Linked DNA regions of Macaca fascicularis: region 2 is linked to region 1. Evidence: chromatin contacts called from public Hi-C data. All regions are on one chromosome and are shown on one strand. Each heading gives the region's core, a stretch centred on a gene start, on an enhancer-like site or on the middle of the called end of the contact. The rest is flanking DNA. Distances are from core to core; before and after follow the strand shown.

What was found. A called contact is a pair of places that touch in the nucleus more often than the background predicts.
Region 2: a contact with region 1 is called in a Hi-C map of skeletal muscle, with 5 times the contacts expected there. The contact joins the promoter of PXDC1 here to the enhancer-like site in region 1. A contact is called at or near these places in 2 of 2 Hi-C or Micro-C datasets (liver and skeletal muscle).

Annotation. Positions count from the first base shown.
Region 1 is chr4:169,243,405-169,247,325 of T2T-MFA8v1.1, reverse strand. No RefSeq gene overlaps it. Among named protein-coding and RNA genes, the nearest start is that of FAM50B, 24 kb to the right of the region's middle. Within about 2 kb of position 2,160, at least 4 of the 6 cell types and tissues checked have an H3K27ac peak or open chromatin away from gene starts, as enhancers often do. A contact at or near this core is called in liver, where this site is marked.
Region 2 is chr4:169,319,759-169,323,679 of T2T-MFA8v1.1, reverse strand. PXDC1 (PX domain containing 1) reads right to left here and starts at 1,818. Exons shown (of 5, transcript XM_005554149.4): 1 at 1,336-1,818. The coding sequence starts at 1,591.

The DNA.
Region 1 (3,921 bases), core at 911-3,410:
CCTTAAAGAGGAAGCAAGACAGATCCCCTTGCCTGTGCTCATCTTTCTTAGTCGGGGAAATATTGAAGGGGCGGCCCCTGGGTTCCCATCACCAAACTTGAAACCAGCCTGCTGAAGGTTGCTGACCACATGGTCAATGAGATTCTGAAACCAAGTAATGTATTGTAGACGGATGTTTCCTGGAACCGCATGGTTTGTTTTGTTTTATTGCATAAATTTCGAAGTATTTAACATGTAGCCAAGAAATTGTGTTCAGAAAATTGCAAAAGAAAACCCAAGAGAATAAGGCCTCCAGAAAAAACAAAAAACAACAACAACAACAAAAAAAACCACATGTTTTTAGGGTAATGAAAGCCAGGAAAAATAATTAATAGTTATTAAATCAATTTTGAATTAGATTGTTATTTCAATTCCTTGTGTGAATGACTAAATTATAAGCTAGTCACAAGTGATAGAAAAACTGTGAATGGAAAGCCAGTTCCAAATTCAGCACGTTTAGATGTTCTGTTATATTCAACGTGCTGATAAAGCCCTTGATGGAAAGAAATATATATATATATATTCCCCAAGTTTAGTACGCAGAAGAACCACCTGGGAAGCTTGTAAATAAGGCAGGATTCCTGCGACCCATCCCCAGAGGATGAGAGTTTTAGTAAAACCAAGTTTTACTAAAAGAAAATTCATTTCTTCCCACTAAAATGTGGAATAATGTAAAAATTTGAATATTGGCTTGAAGAAGGGCTACCTTTGTAGCTGCCCCGCAACGCTCATGGCTGGGTTGAGGTTCTGGACAGTCTGTGTGGGATAAGGTCTCAACAGATGGGGTTGAGACGCCCATTCACTTGGTATTTCTGAAAATGTAATCTAGTGTGTGTGCACTTGTTTATTATTTAAAATCACATTTATTGGCCAGGCGCAGTGGCTCATACCTGTAATCCTAGCACTTTAGGAGGCCGAGACAGGTGGATCACCTGAGGTCAGGAGTTTGAAACCAGCCTGGCCAACATGGTAAAACCCCATCTCTACTAAAAATACAAAAATTAGCCAGGCGTGGTGGTGCGTGCCTGTAATCCCGTCTACTCGGGAAGCAGAGGCAGGAGAATCGCTTGAACCTGGGAGGTGGAGGTTTCAGTGAATCGAGATGGCGCCACTTCACTCCAGCCTGGGCAACAAGAATGAAACTCCGTCTCAAAAAAAAAAAAAAAAAAAAACATTTATTCAGCACCAATTCTATGGTACAAATTAGATGCAAAAATGAGCTGGCCTTGCCCTGCGCTCACAGAACCTGCAGACAAGGAGACAGGGAACTAGAAGTCGGTGTGGTCCTGCAGGACCCTCTGAAATCTAACCCAACTGCATGACCCAGCAAAGGCTGCAGGAAAACCAAGAACAGAGGCAGCCCTGCTGATGCATTATTTAGCCAGAGTGCCCTCCCCACAGCCGCCAGCCAGGCATGTGTTCTGCCAAGAAGAGACAATTAGGTGGCCACACTGTGGCAGGGCAGACAGCTCTTGCAGCTCTGCATGAAATGGGCACTGAGGTGAGCGAGTACCTCCCTCTCCTGTTTTAGACCAAGGATCAGTCAACTTGTTCTGTAAAGCATCAGATAGTAACTGTTTTGATGTGTGTGTGCTGTGAGGTGTGTGCTGCAACGCCCCCCACCGCTCTGTCATGGTAGTATGAGGGCAGCCGCAGGCACAGCTCACGAGGGGCGGCTGTGTTCAGTAGGACCGCGTTCATAGACGGAAGCCAGCAGCGACCCACGGGCCCTCAGGCTGCATTTGCGGACCCCTACTTGAGAGCCAGGCCAAATTCCCAGTTGCCCTTTATTCAGGGGGAACTATGTAAACATCAAGAGACTATTTTCCAGAACTCGTTTAAAAAAAAATCTCAAGCACATAAAAAGCACGTTGTGCTTCTCGGTGTTTGTTTTTAAGAAGTGTTTTTCCACAGGTATTTTCACTGAAGGGTTTTGTTTCTTCTTTCAAGTCTCCTGGTGCTTCTTGGCGACAGAGTCTACATACCGACATTTCACCCTTTCCTCACCCTTGAGAGTAAGACTTCCAAGATTAAGTTTATTGTACTCGGGAGCTGGCCAAGCAACCACATAGCTCCTGTCTCCTGCCTCCATATCCTCAAAGCAGTGCCAGCTGCATTTTTCCAGGCCCGGACAGCATGCCAGAGGGGCGACGTCACAGCCTGGGCAGCCAGGCCTCCGTTTCCTGTTTCTTTCCTCCTGAAAGACACATGAATCATATCAGCTTTATCATTTGACTCGGAGCTCATTTCCCTGTTCCACAAATGCCTGGAGTTAGAGACAGTGAGAGCCAAGTGTAATCAAAACACGAAGTCCTGAGTTGCCTTCTCCCCTTAAGAATGGAATACATGTTCTCCCATCTCAAAAAAAAGCACATCAGCTGGCTTAATTTGGAGTCTTCTGGCCTGAGCACTTGGCTCCTGGGTCAGATACTGGTGATCTCATCTGAAAAGCTGGGCCCTGCCTGTGCCCAAGGCAGGTGAGGTCCCAGCCATGGTGGCAGCAAGGCCCTTGTGTGCATCCACCCCTGGCACACGGGGACTCTGTGCTTAGGGGCAGGGTTCTCCTACAAGTAACCCTAGCCGAGTGTGAATGTAGACAGCAATCTGTGATCACATCGCAACCTTTCCCTGGGCGTCTCACCATCCTTGCTCTGGGGTGAAAGGGCTAATAGGAAAGGAAATGTCTAACAAATAATTTGGACACATGAATTTGAAACTAAAATATCAATGACTTGTAAATACAAGGAAGGGACTGGATGGGTCACAGGCAGGAGCTATCCAGATATTGCTCTTACCTGCTCACAAACACATATTGCTAAATTTATTGAACACTTACTGCCTGATAGACCCAGCTTTAAAAAGGATTTTACCTGCACTAACTCATTTCATCTTCACAACAATGCTGCAAGGTAGATAGAATTGTTGCAGTTTTACAGATGAGGACACTCAGGTCCCAGGAGGTATCTTGCCTAAGGTCCCACAGCTAGCTAAGGTCAGAACCCCAGACTGATGGCAAGGATTCTGAACAACTGTGAGTGTATGTGTGCTGTGCAATCTAAGAGAATAACATGATAATAAGCAGATCCATTATTAAAAATGCATGTGTGTGTTTCAGAAACTCCCTGTGTATTTTAGTATAATCATATTTGGCATGATGAGATTAGACATTTATGTTTATGAGAGCCACACTAATGAAAATATACAACTGGCCAGGCGTAGTGGGTCATGCCTGTAATCCCAGCACTTTGGGAGTCCAAGGTGGGTGGATCATGAGGTCAGGATTTCAAGACCAGTCTGGCCAAGATGGTGACACCCTGTCTCTACTAAAACTACAAAAATTGGCCAGGCACAGTGGCTTCCGCCTGTAATCCCAGCACCTTGGGAGGCCAAGGCAGGCAGATTACCTGAGGTCAGAAGTTCGAGACCAGCCTGGCCAACATAGTGAAACCCTATCTCTACTGAAAATACAAAAATTAGCCGGGCGTGGTGGCACACGCCTGTAATGCCAGCTACTCGGGAGGCTGAGGTAGGAGAATTGCTTGAATCCAGGAGGCAGAGGTTGCAGTGAGCCAAGATTGCACCACTGCACTCCAGCCTGGCCAACAGAGCGAGACTCTGTCTCAAAAAATAAAAATAAAAATAAAAAATTAGCCGGGCATGGTAGCAGGTGTCTGTAATCCCAGTTACTTGGGAGGCTGAGGCAGGAGAATCGCTTGAGCCCAGGCAGCAGAGGTTACAGTCAGCCGAGATCAGCCACTGCACTCCAGCCTGGGCACCAGAGTGAGACTCCATCTCAAAAAAAAAAAGAAAAAAGAAAATGTACAACTCAATATATACATTCTCTAACTGTGAATGCATGCAAATATTACTATTTCACGCTCC
Region 2 (3,921 bases), core at 569-3,068, 77 kb before region 1:
AATATCATAACAAACAGCAAATCCAAAGAAAACTGCTTCGATGCTTGAAATAACACCCAACTGTCTGGAGAACAGCTATGAATGTGAGGCTCTGGGGAGCAGAGGGAAGCCTGAAGGGCGGGCCTTCTCGCTCAGGGCCCCAACTGGCTGGCTGTGGGAGCCCTTCCAAAGGATGTGTCATGAGAACCGAGCTAATTATCCACGTAATTCACACACTGGGGTTGGGGCCATCACCAGGGAAAAGCAGAGGTTATCTCAAGACCGCAGCCAGACAGCAGGCTGGGGAGACTCCGACGGGCCACCCTCTGCTTCAGTAACTTGGCCCCAGGCTTTCAGGAGGTCTCCGCTTAGAGAAGGATTGAAGGAAGGCTGCTGGGCCACTGTCCCCATGCTCGGAGCTACAGGTGGTCACACGTGTCCGGCGGGGGGGACAGGGGTGCTGCTCGGAAGTCCTCCAGTCTTCCCGCCCCTTCTACTCTCCTGGCCCTCCCAGGCGGCCCCCCTCCCCGGCCTGCTCCCTCCACCCCGCATTCTTCCCGTCTCAACTCCAGCCCCTCTCTCTTGCGTCCTCCCCGCTTCCACCCCCTCAGCTTGGCCTCCAAAAGAAAGCTCGGGCAGAGCCGTAGGAAAAGGGAAGCCACCGCGGTTTCTGAAAACAAGAATTCCTGCGAGCCAGGACGGTCACAAGGCCGGGGAGGAGGCGGCGCAGCTGATCAAACTCGAATGGGGACCAGCCCTGGTCGCGGTGCGGGGGGGCCCTGGCTGTCCGCGGCAGCCGCGGGCGGGGCGGCCCCTCCGAGGAGGGACGGAAGGGCTGCGTGGCACCTCGTGCTCGAAGACCAGGGGTGCGCCCTCCGCGGGGAGAACTCAGGGGCGGCTGCCAGACCCGACGCGACCCCCGGCTAGGACCCTGCAGTTAACTGCTCCCAGACGCCTTCCCAGTGCGCCCGCCCGCCCGCCGGCCCTCGGGAGGTACTGGGCAGGGGCTAGGGCCGGGCTGACCCTGGGGGCCGCTCAGCCCCTGGCGCCCCCGCCCTCCTCGGAAGTGACTCGTCCTCGGGGAGAGTCCGGCGCCCGCCCTGCCGGCCTCGGCCCCTTTCCCGCCCCATTTGGCTCCTCCGCCGGGGGCGCCCCCAGGCCGGGCAGGCCGGCTCCCCGTCCCCCTAACCACGCCGCCCGGGCACCCCTCGTCTGCGGGCGCGGGGTCCAAGTGTGCCCTGTCCAGCGTGGGCAGGAGGGAGAAGTCGCAATCTCGGTTGAAGTCTCTCCCCGCCTCCTTCGTGCACTTCAAGGTAGCCTCGGCCCCGCGCCCCTCCCGCGTCCCCGGCCCCGCACCTTGCCGCAGCGGCCCCCGCGCCAGCTCCGACCGGTCCTCGGGGAAGGCGTCGCGCAGGCGCTGCCACAGGCGACCCAGGTCCGCGAGGCTGCGATGCAGGTAGAGCACGCTGCGGTCCGACCACTCCGTGCGGATCTCGAAGAACTCCTCCTCGTCGCCGCGCCGGCTGACGATGAGCCTGCGGATGCCGTTCACCCAGCAGCCACGCACGAACATGTTCACGAGCGACGTGCCCTCAAACACCGCCGAGGCCATGTCGCACGCATGCCCCCTCCAAGGGCGCCCCGGCCCCGCCGCCCGCCCGGCCGCAGGAGGCGCGCCCTGGCCGGGGTCGTCCCGGGTACGTCCGTGGCCGGGGTAGTCCGGGGCGCGTCCGGGGCAGGAGTCGTCCGCGGTGCGTCCGGGCCCGGGGTCGTCCGGGGTCGGCCCGGCACTCCAGGAGGCTGCGTGCGGCCCGCGTTCGGGGCGGCGCGGCGGCGAGTGGCTCGGGCCGGCCGGGCGCGGCTTTATAAGGCGCTTCCCATCGCGGGCGGCGCGGTAGTCGACGTCGAGGCCAGGCCGCGTCCGCCTCCCGCCCGCCTCCCGCGGAACGGGCGCCGCGGGCCGCCCTGGAAAGGAAGAGGTCTGGCTGGCCGCGCCCCCGCCGCCTCCGCAGAGACCGCGCTGCTGCGGCCACGGGAACCCCCGGAGCCGAGAGCGGGGCCGAGCCCCGAGCGCCCGCCCCCGCCTCGCGCCCCCCGCGCCTCCTCCCTCGCGGCCCCGGAGCCGCAGGTCGGTGACTGGACCAGCCGGGAAGGGAGGCGGGGCGGGCCCTGCCTGCCAGGCGCTCGGCGCCGACTTTTTTCTCTTTCCGTTTCGCGATCCTCGGGACCTCCCAGGGCTGGGAGCTGCGCGCCCCACCCGGCCCGCAAGGGGATGGCAACTACCGGGGGTCCGGAGGCGGGGCTGCGAGTGTCGGGGCGGGGGGCGCGGGCTGGGCCGAGCGCCGCCCCGACCAGGGCCCAGGCCAGGCCGGCCCGCCCCGGGTCCCCTCCGTGCCCCGCGTCCCCTCCATGCCCCGCGTCCTTGCCCTCGCGTCCCCGCCCCGCGTCCTCCCGCGCATTCCGGTCATGCCTCAGCCGCCCCAAGGCCCGGGACGCGGCCGGACAGACCGCGGGGCAGCCCTCGGAGAAGTCGGAAGAGGGGAGAAAACAGGGATGAGAAGGTCTCCTGGGAAAGAGCGCCCTGGGAAGCCGGACGCCGTGGGTGCGCTTGAGGGGCCTCAGGAGTGGACTTGGGGAAACCACCCGCCCTGAAAACTGACTCAGCGGCGCGTTACTGAGGCGGTTCCTGTTGGAAGAGAATTAATAGCACTTGAGAATTACAAGTTAGTTCCAGAAATGAATCCAGTGACCTTACAGCGTGTAGGCAGGGGTGGGAGAGCCAGGGCGAGCCCCTCACCTCACCCCACCCCCGCCCCAGCAGCGCTCTGGAAAGCCTCTTAAAGCCCAGCCCTGTGCAGAAACGTTGGAGGCCCAAGGCAGGTGGCCTGCCTGGACTCAGTCCCGACCCAGATGTCCACCCAGGTCCCTACCATTCGGTCCCACCTGTCTTGACTCAGTCCCGACCCGGATGACCCTCACCACCACGACCAGCTTTTATTCCGACTGTGCCGGTGACTTGCAGATAGCATAGCTTCAAAGTTCTTCACCTGGTCCGGGACGCTGAACAGGTCAAGATGGAGAGTGTCAAGAGACTTTTGCTTTGTCTATGATGTTCTTATATACATTTGTTAATTAAATGAACGCATATGTTTCCTGTGTAATTTTGTATAGGGGAATAGGGGCCGTGGGAACTGGAAGTAAACAGTGTGTCAGCAGCGCTTGATTCTAGGTGGTGGGAATAAGTGCCGTTGCAGCCACAGGACCAGCCCAAACGAGGCTTACTCTGTTTATAACAAAATGTTGAGTTACCTTGCAGGTGTAACAGAGCCAAAAACTCTTAAGTCACAAAGCCCAGGCATGCACCCTAGAAAAAGGTTTGATCTCTAACAAACATCCAGAACCGACTGTTCCTCTCCTCGGAACGAAGAAGACTGGGACATGACTGGAACCCGAACATTTGAACTCTCAGAAGGGAAGGGTCTCTTAGCCCAGAAGATAGGGGCTAAAATCCAACTCAACATACCTTGCCATAAATGGCCAAAGTTGAAGGCCTTCAAACAGATCCTGCCAAGCCAACATTTCTAAGTCCTTTCCTTTGCCCTCTGCTTCCTTAAAACTTGTCCCAGACCCCAAATCAGGGAGGAAGATTTGAACCTGCCTCCTGTCTCCTTGCTGGCTGGTCTTGCAATAAAACCTTTCTTTTCTCAAAAGCCAGTACCCTGGTATTGGCTTCTGTGTACATTGATTGAGCAGTGAGCCTGAGGTAGGAAAATAGGGTCATGAGGCAGGGAATATAAGGCCAATTCACACTTCAGCTATAACAGGAAATATCCACTCCATAGGGCGTATGCTGTAAATGACTTGGTAACTTTACTTCATCCTCTCCATTTACAGAGCGTAAGCAAAGTAACCAATGGAATCATCTAGGGGGTATTTAAACTT